Linked DNA regions of Sus scrofa: region 1 is linked to region 2. The links are chromatin contacts, called in public HiChIP or PLAC-seq maps. All regions are on one chromosome and are shown on one strand. The core of a region is the stretch at or near the end of the contact, and the rest is flanking DNA. Distances in the headings are between cores, read along the strand shown.

Evidence for each region. HiChIP or PLAC-seq counts read pairs in DNA pulled down with a chosen protein or histone mark.
Region 1: a contact with region 2 is called in an H3K27ac HiChIP or PLAC-seq map of alveolar macrophages. The contact joins two enhancer-like sites. A contact is called at or near these places in 1 of 5 promoter capture datasets (liver), 4 of 47 Hi-C or Micro-C datasets (alveolar macrophages, embryonic fibroblasts, liver and 1 more) and 1 of 2 datasets of contacts at active chromatin or transcription factors (alveolar macrophages).

The regions. Positions count from the first base shown.
Region 1 is chr3:126,356,177-126,361,930 of Sscrofa11.1, forward strand. It overlaps RRM2 (ribonucleoside-diphosphate reductase subunit M2), which reads right to left. Exons shown (of 11, transcript XM_021087850.1): 7 at 5,047-5,141; 8 at 4,802-4,935; 9 at 3,335-3,439; 10 at 3,130-3,243; 11 at 1,022-3,038. The coding sequence ends at 2,886. Among named protein-coding and RNA genes, the nearest start is that of RRM2, 8.1 kb to the right of the region's middle. Within about 2 kb of position 3,620, at least 3 of the 83 cell types and tissues checked have an H3K27ac peak or open chromatin away from gene starts, as enhancers often do. A contact at or near this core is called in alveolar macrophages, where this site is marked.
Region 2 is chr3:126,213,387-126,218,860 of Sscrofa11.1, forward strand. It overlaps a transcript of HPCAL1 not described here. Among named protein-coding and RNA genes, the nearest start is that of HPCAL1, 100 kb to the left of the region's middle. Within about 2 kb of position 2,540, at least 3 of the 83 cell types and tissues checked have an H3K27ac peak or open chromatin away from gene starts, as enhancers often do. A contact at or near this core is called in alveolar macrophages, where this site is marked.

The sequences.
Region 1 (5,754 bases), core at 2,370-4,869, 140 kb after region 2:
AGACCCTGACACTGGGAATTGAATGATACGAGTGCCTTTGGGGTGCAACATGCAAAGCTCCCCGCGACTCCTCCAGGACGCAGAACACACTAGTACTGGAGACACTACCCCAACTATCAGCTCGGTTTTATCTCCTCCCCCAGCCCCTCCCTGAGGGCGGATCTTTGCGGGCTGCGTGCCTTCTAAGCGAGCATATCCTCCTTCACTGGAGGAGCAGGGAAGATCCTTCTCTTTTTGGCTGCAGCATGGGGTGGCTTGATGTGCCATCTCAGTCCCCAGACCAGGGACTGAGCCCAGGCCAAAGCAGTGACAGTGCCCTAACCACTAAGCCACCAGGTAGCTCCCCCGGGGAACAGATCTTAAGACAACAAAGCAGGAGCAGCACCATCAGTAAGATCCGCCCCCAACCCCGACCTCCCCAGGGAAAAGCAGTCACCGCAGGCTCCTAAGCAGTCCCATCCTCGAACCCCTGCAGTACCTTCCCTGTTTGGCTCTGTAACTGCATCCCTAACACTGGGCTGTAGTTAGGCATCCAGCATCCTCCTGGAGAAAATCTCAAGGGCACGGGCAGTGCCCGACAAGGTAGCTGCTGTTTGCTCAGCGAGTGTTGGCACAAGAGAAGTGGTGATATGCAGTACATTGATTTGCCAGGGGACAGGTCTCGTGACTTCTAACAGGTCTTATGCAGGCAGGTGGGATGGCTCCGGGAGGGCCCTTATAGACAAGAGGGACCACCCTCAGCCCCCAGGTTCAGTGGGAGAAGGGAGAGCAAAGCCAAATCCCAGCCAGGCAGGTTGCAGGAAGCGGAACTCACTCGACCGCGGCTCCACAAACCCCAGCGCAGTGGATGCTCTGAGGCTTGCCTTCCGGGTATACCTGTTTCCCACATACCTTTGCGCCAGAACAGGCATGAGGAAAGCACCCCCCCACCCCGAATATGAAGCAAACTCATATTCAGTATCTATGAAATAGTTGTGTTTTTTTCCCTTCCTGAATTGGAATGCAAATTTTAATCAAGGGACTGACATAAGAATAGTTTTATTTAAATCGTTTAACACTTGTGCAGTACTCCATATTAAGATGTTGAAACACTTTAAACAAAAATCTGTTACGCTTTAAACAGATTAAGAAACCGAATCCTCGTTGGCAGAAGCTAATTCTTACATCACACAGCTAACAGGAGGTAGAATTCTAAAATCTGATTCCAGCACCCACCTGTACCTGACAATTCAAGGCAAAGGGTGTCTTTTATTTTTGTGTTGCACGAGTTTCAGGACTATATAACCTGGATCAACTCTATGGAACAATAATTTAAAAGACAGAAAAGGGCCTCCTATGACAGAAAATTTTAAATTGACTATTATACCATTTATGCAATCAGTGAAGAAAACTGACAACAGAACAGGCCAGGGGTCAGTCAACACACAACACAACGTGTTTTAACAACTTGGCCCAAGGATGAATGAGCATCGTGCATTACCTGTTGTGTGGTCACTTCTCGGCTTTTTTTGAAGGGGGTGGGTGGGGAGGGAACATAAAAACAGAGGGATTCAAACTAGCCCTATTAAACATATCTGCTAAGTTCATGCCTTTGTCTGAAATTAACATCTGAGTGGAACGCGTATTTATCACTCGCATAACACTAGTCTTTTACTGAACTTTAGGGATTCAGCAGGTGATGCTCAGATTTAGGCAAATCCTAGAAGTAATTGCACTGAACAATATCTCAATTCTCAACTGCAAAATAATACTGGGTAATTATTTCAAAGTATGAGCTATAGCTACAATATTAAAAGACATGTATAGTAGAAAAATTCTCTAACTTAGAAAGTACAAATGGTTAAGTCAACAGTACCTACTTACACACAAATGAAACAAAATCAGAATAAACACTCAGCTTTAAGGAGAGGCAACTTCAGCCCAGGTTTTACCACTCAGGGGGAGAAAGTTCCTAGGTGGGTCATTTTGTTCAAGGATGACTTGAAAACCAATTTATCAGGCAAATATTTCAGATCCCAGCAAAGAAGACTCTTCAAGGATCTTGCCTATTAATTCGAGGCCGGAGGACAGACAGTGTGGGGAATTCATTGCTCCCGCCCCTCAGGCCCACCCAGGTTGCCCGCAGTGAGCCTGGATCGTTTGTCTCTAGTGATGCAAGTTCGAATCTTCTCTCCTCTTAGCACAAAACCCACCTGTGTTCTACGTGGCACCACCTGGCTGATACTAACAGCTCGGTGTGCAAAGGACTGAATTAGAAAGCGCCATCAATTCATTAAAGAAAGAATAAAACATAACATGCTTGGTTTGCACAGGCTTAACTTGCTTGGGTCACCCAGCATATTTGGAATTGGCTCCCATTAGTGGTAAATAGAATACTTTGGATCTGGTGCCGAAACTAACATATTTAGGTGAAATCAAGGTTTTGAGGCCCCACAGCATAAACTATGTTTATTTGGGTGTAAAGTGCCAGTTTTATATACAAAGCATAAGTAAACTTTAAAATCTGCTCTGAAGCAGTGAGTCTGTCTCCCTTCGGCCTCATGGTGGTTGCCTGTCGGGTCCCGGGGGATCCAACGCACCTAATCCCCACACTTTGAGGCCGAGAGAGGCGCTGTTAAGAGCCAGGGTGAAGTCGTGCACGGCCAAGCCGAACACGGAGAAGGTCGTTCCTAAACATCCGAGTAGCTTTTGTCTATGCTTTCAACCTAGGTGACCCCGCGCGCGTTTACAGGAGTTGAGGTAGCTACACAGCCACTGATGCACGTTACGGGTAATTCCTGGTGTAGCTGGCTGACAGTTTGAGTAGCTGATTTTTTTTTTTTTTCCTCTTTTGATGAGAAAGGGGGGGAAAAAATCAGCAGACGGAGAGCGCCTCGTCAGCGCCCTTAGAAGTCGGCATCCAGGGTAAAAGAATTCTCGGTCGGACTTGACATCACGCCCATCCTCTGATACTCGCCTACTCTCTTCTCAAAGAAGTTTGTCTTCCCCTCCAGGGAAATATTCTCCATAAAGTCAAAGGGATTCTCTACTCTGAAGACCTGAAAAGGTCCACAGCAAGACATAAATAGAGACCACCCTGCTGCCGAGAGGACCCGGGGGGCGCAGGGGGCCCGACCCCGCCGACTGTACCTTGCCAAAGCCCAGCTCCAGCATGAGCCTGTCTGCCACGAACTCGATGTACTGTTTCATTAAAGTGCAGTTCATCCCGATGAGCTTCACGGGCAGGGCCTCCGTGAGGAACTCCTGGGGACCCGAGGGCAGCATCTCAGTGAAACGGCAGCCCCGGGAGCCCCCCGAGCGAGCGCCAGACCCCTCCCCGGCCCCCGGCGCCCACCTGTTCTATCCGCACGGCGTTGACGATGATTTCTTTCACTCTCTGCTCCGAAGGCTTGTGTAACAGGTGTTTGAACATCAGGCAGGCGAAGTCGCAGTGTAAACCCTGGAAGAGAAGGAGACGACCGCCGTCAAACCAGCCGGCTGCCTGCTCCCAGGAACGCGGGGCAGGAAACGGGCTTTCGGCCGTGCCACCGTGGCCTTAGGCATCGTGCAGGCCCGGGCTAAAAGCAGGGCGGTGGCCAAAGGGAAGGTGACTCAACGGCTGCACGGCCTAGACATGCTCGTCCCCCCAGGGCCCTCCGTGCTGCCCCCTAGAGGACAGAAGCCCAGATCTGCTCCCCGTGGCCCTGCGTGGTGGCCGAGGACTGGGCACCACGTGCACTCTGAGCCTCCTTTCTTTTTTTTTTTTTGTCTTTTGTCTTTTTGTTGTTGTTGTTGTTATTGCTATTTCTTGGGCCGCTCCCGCGGCATATGGAGGTTCCCAGGCTAGGGGTTGAATCGGAGCTGTAGCCACCGGCCTATGCCAGAGCCACAGCAACGCGGGATCCGAGCCGCGTCTGCAACCTACACCACAGCTCACGGCAACGCCGGATCGTTAACCCACTGAGCAGGGGCAGGGACCGAACCCGCAACCTCATGGTTCCCAGTCGGATTCGTTAACCACTGCGCCACGACGGGAACTCCTGAGCCTCCTTTCTTTTACAGCCCGGTGGCCTGCTGTTGCCACTGCTTCTAGCAGGAAAGGCAAAAAAATCACGAGGTGAGTTAGTTTCTAGGTTTATAACCTCACGTTTGGAAATCAAGAATACAATTTCAGGGAGTTCCTGTCGTGGCTCAGTGGTTAACAAATCCGACTAGGAACCATGAGGTTGCAGGTTCGGTCCCTGGCCTTGCTCAGTGGGTTAAGGATCCATCCGGCGTTGCCGTGAGCTATGGTGTGGGTTGCAGACGTGGCTCGGATCCCCCCCTTGCTGTGGCTCTGGCGTAGGCCGGCGGCTACAGCTCCAATTCGACCCCTAGCCTGGGAACCTCCATATGCCGCGGGAACGGCCCTAGAGAAGGCAAAAAGACAAAAACAAAAACAAAACAAACAAACAAACAAAAAAGAATGCAATTTCAAGCAAGTCTGCAGTCTTGGTGCGTTGAACCCCAAGTAACGCTGATGGGCCCTGGGCTAGACCATCAGGGGCTCTCATTCACGGGACGCTCACCAACTCACTTTGAAGGACAGAAGGAGCACACAAAAGACCAGAAATAATAAAAAGCCCATCCCCTATAGGGGGGTACCTATGCATACGGAGAATATGAGTCATTTCAGTAAGTCACCTAAAGCATTTCATTTTCTGCCAAGCACACACAGGGTTGAACCCACAGGTTCCACGTGCCTAAAAGGGATCCCTCCGGAGAACACAAGCTTTGCAGGCTTTCGGGGCGTAGGTTAGCCTCTTATCTGATCGAGACTCACCTCATCTCTGCTAATAAGTTCGTTGGAAAAGGTCAGGCCAGGCATCAGTCCTCGTTTCTTGAGCCAGAATATGGATGCAAAAGACCCAGAAAAGAAGATGCCTTCCACGGCGGCAAAGGCTACGACCCGTTCTCCTAGAGGGAACCCCAAAACATTTCCAGTGAGGGCCTGTGGGCTCAAGAACAAGCCAGTGACGTCACTCGGAAAATGCAACTCCCGGCGAAGCGGGGCTGAGGGCTCCTTACCGTACGTCGCCTCCTTGTCCCCGATCCAGCGCAAGGCCCAGTCTGCCTTCTTCTTTACGCAAGGCATTGTCTCGATGGCATTGAAGAGGAATTCCCTGGTAGGCACACAGAGCGTCAGCCATCCTGGCAAAGACTTCCTGCCCCAAGCTTCTGGCTAAGAGCTCAGGGACCAAGGCCCACCGGGACTCCAAGGGCACTTTCTTTTTACTGGTTTGCTTGGTCCTCCACTGCTCTTTTTTTTTTTTTTTTTTTTTGTCTTTTTGCCTTTTCTGGGGCCGCTCCCGCAGCATATGGAGGTTCCCAGGCTAGGGGTTGAATCGGAGCTGGAGCTGCCAGCCTACACCACAGCCACAGCAATGCAGGATCTGAGCTGCATCTGCGACCTACTCCACAGCGCACGGCAACGCCGGATCCTTAACCCACTGAGCAAGGCCAGGGATCGAACCCACAACCTCATGGTTCCTAGTCAGATTCGTTAACCACTGAGCCACGATGGGAACTCCTGTCCCCCAGTGTTGTTTTTAAAAATCTCAACATTCATTTGGTTTATGTTGGTACAAACGTGGGTATTCATTAGTTCATGTTGAGCCCCAAGATCCACGAACACGAGAACTCAAGTCTACGACACCGAGAGCCTGTATTGGCTTAAGTAACTACTTCAAGTCCAGGTCAGGCCAAGGTTGACAGGCCCTATCTTTTTTAAATTCA
Region 2 (5,474 bases), core at 1,290-3,789:
AGCCACATGTGTAAATACAGAAAATTGCACGACGTTGGAAATGATTGCCTTTAAATGCAGGTGATGCATTTGGAGAGGTTCTCACTTCCCTCCAAAAGTGACTTCCAGCCCAGCAGAGAGAAAGGATGGGAGTGACGGGGAGAGTGGGGAAGCTGTGGTCAACTCTGCTTTCTGGAAGCATCTGTTAAATGCACAGGAAGGAAGCAGAGACCTGAGCATTTTACTGCTGGAGGGAAAACGGGGCTGTCTCTCTCTCTTTCACACACACACACACACACAGCTGCTCAGAATCAAAATTCTGCCAATGCTCCCAGAAGTCCCCTTTCAGCCCACTGGCCCACACACACACCCCCAAACTCAATGCTTTCCAAGTGCCCAAGGTGGGGTGGTCTGAGGAATAACCCGCAGGTCTCTTTGTGCGGCCCCCCAACTTCAAGGTCACGGTGGCTGCATCAGGGACCCCGAGAGACGCGTGGTGGAAGATGTGAGCTGGGAAAATCCAACACAGCAGCTCCCCAAACCCCAATCGTGACCCTCACTGGCTCACTGGCACATGCAGCGGCTCTACAAGTCTGGGTCAACTGATGCCTAATAAATCTGACTTTGAAAAGAAATACTCAGTGGCAGAGGCAGCACAGAAGCCTCTTCCATCTCAGCAGACGTACGACCAGCCAGACTCAACTGCGTCCCCTAGGTCCAGGTTTCAGGAGGCTGTCTAAGGGGCTCGGAACCCCTTTCTGCACGTGAGCAAGCTCAGAGTCAGACAGCATCACTGAGCCAGTAAACGACACAGCAGAGACCACCTGGAACCCGCATCTCCCTGCCCCCACCCCGCGTCTTTGTCCAGGGATGTTTTGCAAAACAGGATCTAACAATCCCCATCCTTCAGGGAGGAACAAGACACTCTCTGTCCACCGTGAAGTTCACTGCATCCGTGGGCGAGAGACCATTTGTGGTCCAGGGGTCTAGGCACCAGACCCAGGCCTGCCTGTATACGCTGGGTGTACCATTTCCAGGCCTCAGGTGGCACATCTGTAAAATGGGTCTCCCCCTCTGCCACTTTCCTCAAAGAACAAAAACGATGCAAGAAAAGACCTCGGAAACGCAGAAGGCAACGGCAGGAAAAGCCACAGAAGGGCAGAACCCTACCACCAAGTAGGGGTGGAAGAGAAAGTGACAGGATTGAATTCTAGGGTCCTCTACTTCCTGCCGATGGCTCTGGGCTACTTCTCTTGCCCTGGGCATCCTCCACGTTTCCACTAGAAAAAAAAAAAAAAAAAAAAGGGCCCATCCCATTTGGCTCGCGCATCACTGCTGAAACCAAATAGTGTTTTGCTTTGTTGAGAGCAGGGCCTCACAACTCAACCACACACTTTGCTGAATACTCAAGAGAGGCCATGAAAGGGGAGGCACGCAACTTCAGTTAGTCTGGCTGATGTGCTCTGGTTGGCCCAGGGGCTGGGTGACAGGTGCGGGGCCAGGAAGACCTGCTGGCTTCTTCCAAGAGCTCCCTGAGCCAGAGAGAGAGGAGCCCTGGCTACGGCATCAGCCTGAGGGAGAAACCAATTCCAACTGGAAGACTCCAGAGGAGGAGACCCTCGGGCCACATTTATAAAACGAGAGGTAGGAAGAAAAGGCAGAGCTCGAGACAGATAGCCAGCTGGTGGCTGCCTGGGGCCAGGGGCGGGGACAGAGGGACAGCTCATGGGCATGAGGAGAGCTTCCGGAAGGAGGGAACCACTCTAAAACTGGATTGTGGTGAAGGTTGCGCAATGCTTACCGTTTATTGGAAAGTATGGAATAGCACCCTTGAAATGGGTACACTTGATGCTATATAAACGCTGGGGATTTAATTGCGTTTTTTAAAGACTTAGTAGGAGATCAGCGGATGGGAGAAAAGCAAGATGCTGAGACCACCCTCCTGGCCTGCCCCTCAAAGTCCCTCTCCCCAGGCCGGGCCAGAGCCAGGGGTCAGGGTGGGAGGCTGCCCTCCAGGCTGGTGGCAACTCCCCCAGCAAGTCTGAGGGTCTCCCCATCCACGGGCCAAAACCAAGCTCCAACAGGCAAGGATGAAGCCCAGGACCATGCAGGTGTTCGGAGGAACTGAGGAGGAAAAGAACGAACATGGGAGGTGGTGAGGGAGGAAAGGGAGAGGCTGGAGGAAAACACTTTAAACACTGCCCTGCTGTCGGCATGGACAGCAGCGGGGAAGGAAGGGAAGCCAAGCTCCAGGCTAAGGGATGAGGCTTTGCTGGGCTCTGCTGGGGGGGATGGCGAGGGGAGTGGGGCAACAGAGGACGGACCCAGGGGATGGCTGCAGAAACAGGGGAAAGGGCCCAGAACCCTGGGGAGGGGGAGGGAGAGGGAGAGGGGAGAGGCGAACTCCGGCTCTGCTTTGATGTGTGCAGCTCGGAGCCCACACTCGGCACTGGGAGAGCTCGCTGCCAATCACAGCCGGCGAGCAGGTGCCTGGCCAAGGGGACGCCTCCCTTGCTAAAGCGGACCCGAGTGAGGGAAGACTTTGGTTGGGGCACAGGGCGTTAGGCAATCGGGGAAGGCTTCCAAGAGGGGAACTACACACCCCAACAGCTTTCTTCCTGCTCTGGCCCAGGATTATGGCAGTTTTCTCCAACGAGGAAGAATTCAATGACCCTGAGCGCTTCTCAGCCCAGGGTCCGAGAGCCATCGCTAACTCCGCAAAGGAGACTTTTCATCTAATGAGGCATGGGGGTGGGCAAGGACCCCAGGACCGCCCCCCCAGTCCCCCAGCTTCCTGCCAACCTGGGTTGCACCTCAAACTCTAAAAAGAAACAAATCCCCAGAAAACACAGCCACTGTTTTAGCCAGGGTGGGGCGGGGTACACCGGGCTTATAAAGGAAAGAGAAAAAGACATCTTTGCAGCCCTGATGAGGGCAGGGGAGGGAGCCCGAGGTCTCTTGGAAGGTGTTCTGAGTTAGTCACATCTCCTGAACGCAAAGATACGAAGTTTTGCCTCTGTAATTCAGAGGCTGAGCTCTCTTAAAGGATTTACTGTGCTTTTCAGATGTTTTATTTCTTTAAAGTTCTTTAGACGTGCACCTTGCTCAGTGCCTAAGAAATGTTCCACCTGTCAAACTGTACTGGTTATCTGAAGTTGCATTAAACCCACGGGACTATATCGCAATGGACTTTTTTTTTCCCCCCCTGAGGAAAGTAACACACACACACACCCCCCATGGGGCAAGTGGCACCTAGAGCCCCTAAGCCCGCTGTGCCATGTCCATATATAATGCCCTGTGTCATCCCCTGATTAGACACTCAACTCAGAGGGAAGAGGACAAGCGCCAGGAGCCACAGGAGAGGCACAGGTGCGCAGCCTCGCGTGGGGGCACGAAAACATGAAAGAAACCCAACAGGACTGGGGGAGAATGGCAGGTCCCGAAGGAGAGTGTGATTCAAGTCTAAAGAGCCACCCCACCCAACACAGTGACACCAGGGGGTGGCAAACTAGCAAAATACACATAATCCCCCATCATGTCTGGGCTGGCAACTCCTAAATTGGAAGCATTATCCCACTACAAACAAGCAGGGTTCAGGGCTTGCTGGAATGCGAAATTCTAATACAAACCTGATCCCCAACCTAGATAAAATTGCGGCTGCCAAGAAGCTCGCTCTTTGGTGCCAAATAAACTCTGGGGCGCCTTATTCGCATCCTGGATGATCAGACCTCGGCCCTTCACTGCTTTCAAGCGGCATTGCAAGGCCTTAGAGTAAGTTAGGGGAAGGCCGGCTGGCATCAAGGGAAAGCAGACTGCCCTGTGCATAGACCTCACCATGGCATTTTAGGCGAAAGTGACCTTGGAACTCTGCACACCGCCGAGCCCCGAAAGGGGGAGGGGAGGCTGCAGACCCCGGATGAAACTCCACAGCAGCTCCAGGTAGAAAGGGGGCCTGGGGAGCATAAAGCCGGGGCTGGGGAGTGTGGGCCATGGGGAGCCCACTCCTTGCCCTCCCGGCCCTTGTATGTCTAATCCGTCCAGCTGGGTGGCCAGAAATGGACCCCTGGATAAGTTCTGAAGGAATGGGTCCAAGCCTCTTGGGGAAATGAACGGGCCATTGGCTAGCGTGGGGCAAATCTCTGTGCTTCTGGGGGTCTGACTTCATCTTTTTTTCTCCACAAGAAGATGTCCTTCCAGGCTTCCAATTCCCAACGCCAAGTCCCCCACATTATTCCTGCACGTGCACCTCAATTTTCCCCAAATCAGAACCCCAAATGGAGCAGGAAAGGCAAGAAGCGGCACCACCTCCAGGGCCAGAACGCAGAAGGCAGAGACCCTGGCCCTTCCCTGAGGCACATTATCCAATAAAACCTCAAGAGCTTGGTAATTACAGGCGCTTTCAAAAGTGAAACAGAAATAGCGCCAGGGCCAAAACACTGGTTTCCTTGAGACAAAGAGCTGGTTTTCACTAGAGGAGGGGGAAAAAAAAAAATCCCAGCTTTTGGTCTATCTTCTGAGCAGAGAAAGCCAGACCGATTTTTTTTTTTTTAATATTACTATTGAATCTGATTATGGAGAAGAGAATAGGATTCAGATCAAAAGCCCTTTTCTCCTCTAGGATATAAAATCATTTTATGAAAGAGGAAAAGTAGGTTGCGTTCTAAGTGTGCTCCTGACGCCAAAACAGGATGACAAATTAGCTTATTCGGTTCCCTGCCCTGCCACCACCGTTGAGATCTCAGGGCATCCACCCTGGCGGAAGACAGACCAAAGGAACCCAACCAGAGGTTTCTGCTCCTGTGTCATAAAGGTTCCCGGCTTCCTTGAGAATACCCACCCAGGGGAGGGATCTGATACCTGGAAAGGTACCCCATACCCACATGCAGCCCGATCTATATCCCTAAGGTCCCTGCCCACTCCATGCCAGCGCGTCATTTTGAGGACCTTGTGAATCATTCCGGCGAGCAGCTGTTCCCTTGGCTTAGCCGCTCCCTTGGTGAAAGGTTCTCCCCCCACCCCCACCCCCACCCCACTGGGAAGGGTCCTGAGAGGATGAAGCCAGAGATGGAGGGAAGAATCAATGACTGTGGCAGAGGCGCAGGCGGCCCTGGCCAGCTCGCCCTGCTGGGTCTGAGCAAGCGCTCTGGTGCGGCTGGCACGACTCCACCTGCGAGTGAGTCGTGCTTAGAGCTGTGTGCACATTCACTGCAGTTCCATGAGAAGTGGGTTTGAAACTAACATATAAAAATTAAGGGGTGGGACGAGGAGGAAGAGTCCCACATGGACCCCCCCCCACCTCCTGCGTCAGGCTGATCAAAGGGAGGGGGGTTGGGGGCCGTCGGAGGGCGTTCGGTGTCGAGGCAAAAGGCGGGACTCGCTGTCCTGCCAAACAGGCTCCTCCGGGGAGGGGGGTGTTCGGTGTTGGCCGGGAAGCAAAGGGGGCGGCTTTCAGCGTGGCCAAGCCGGGCCGGCACGCCCTGGGAGCCCGAGATGCG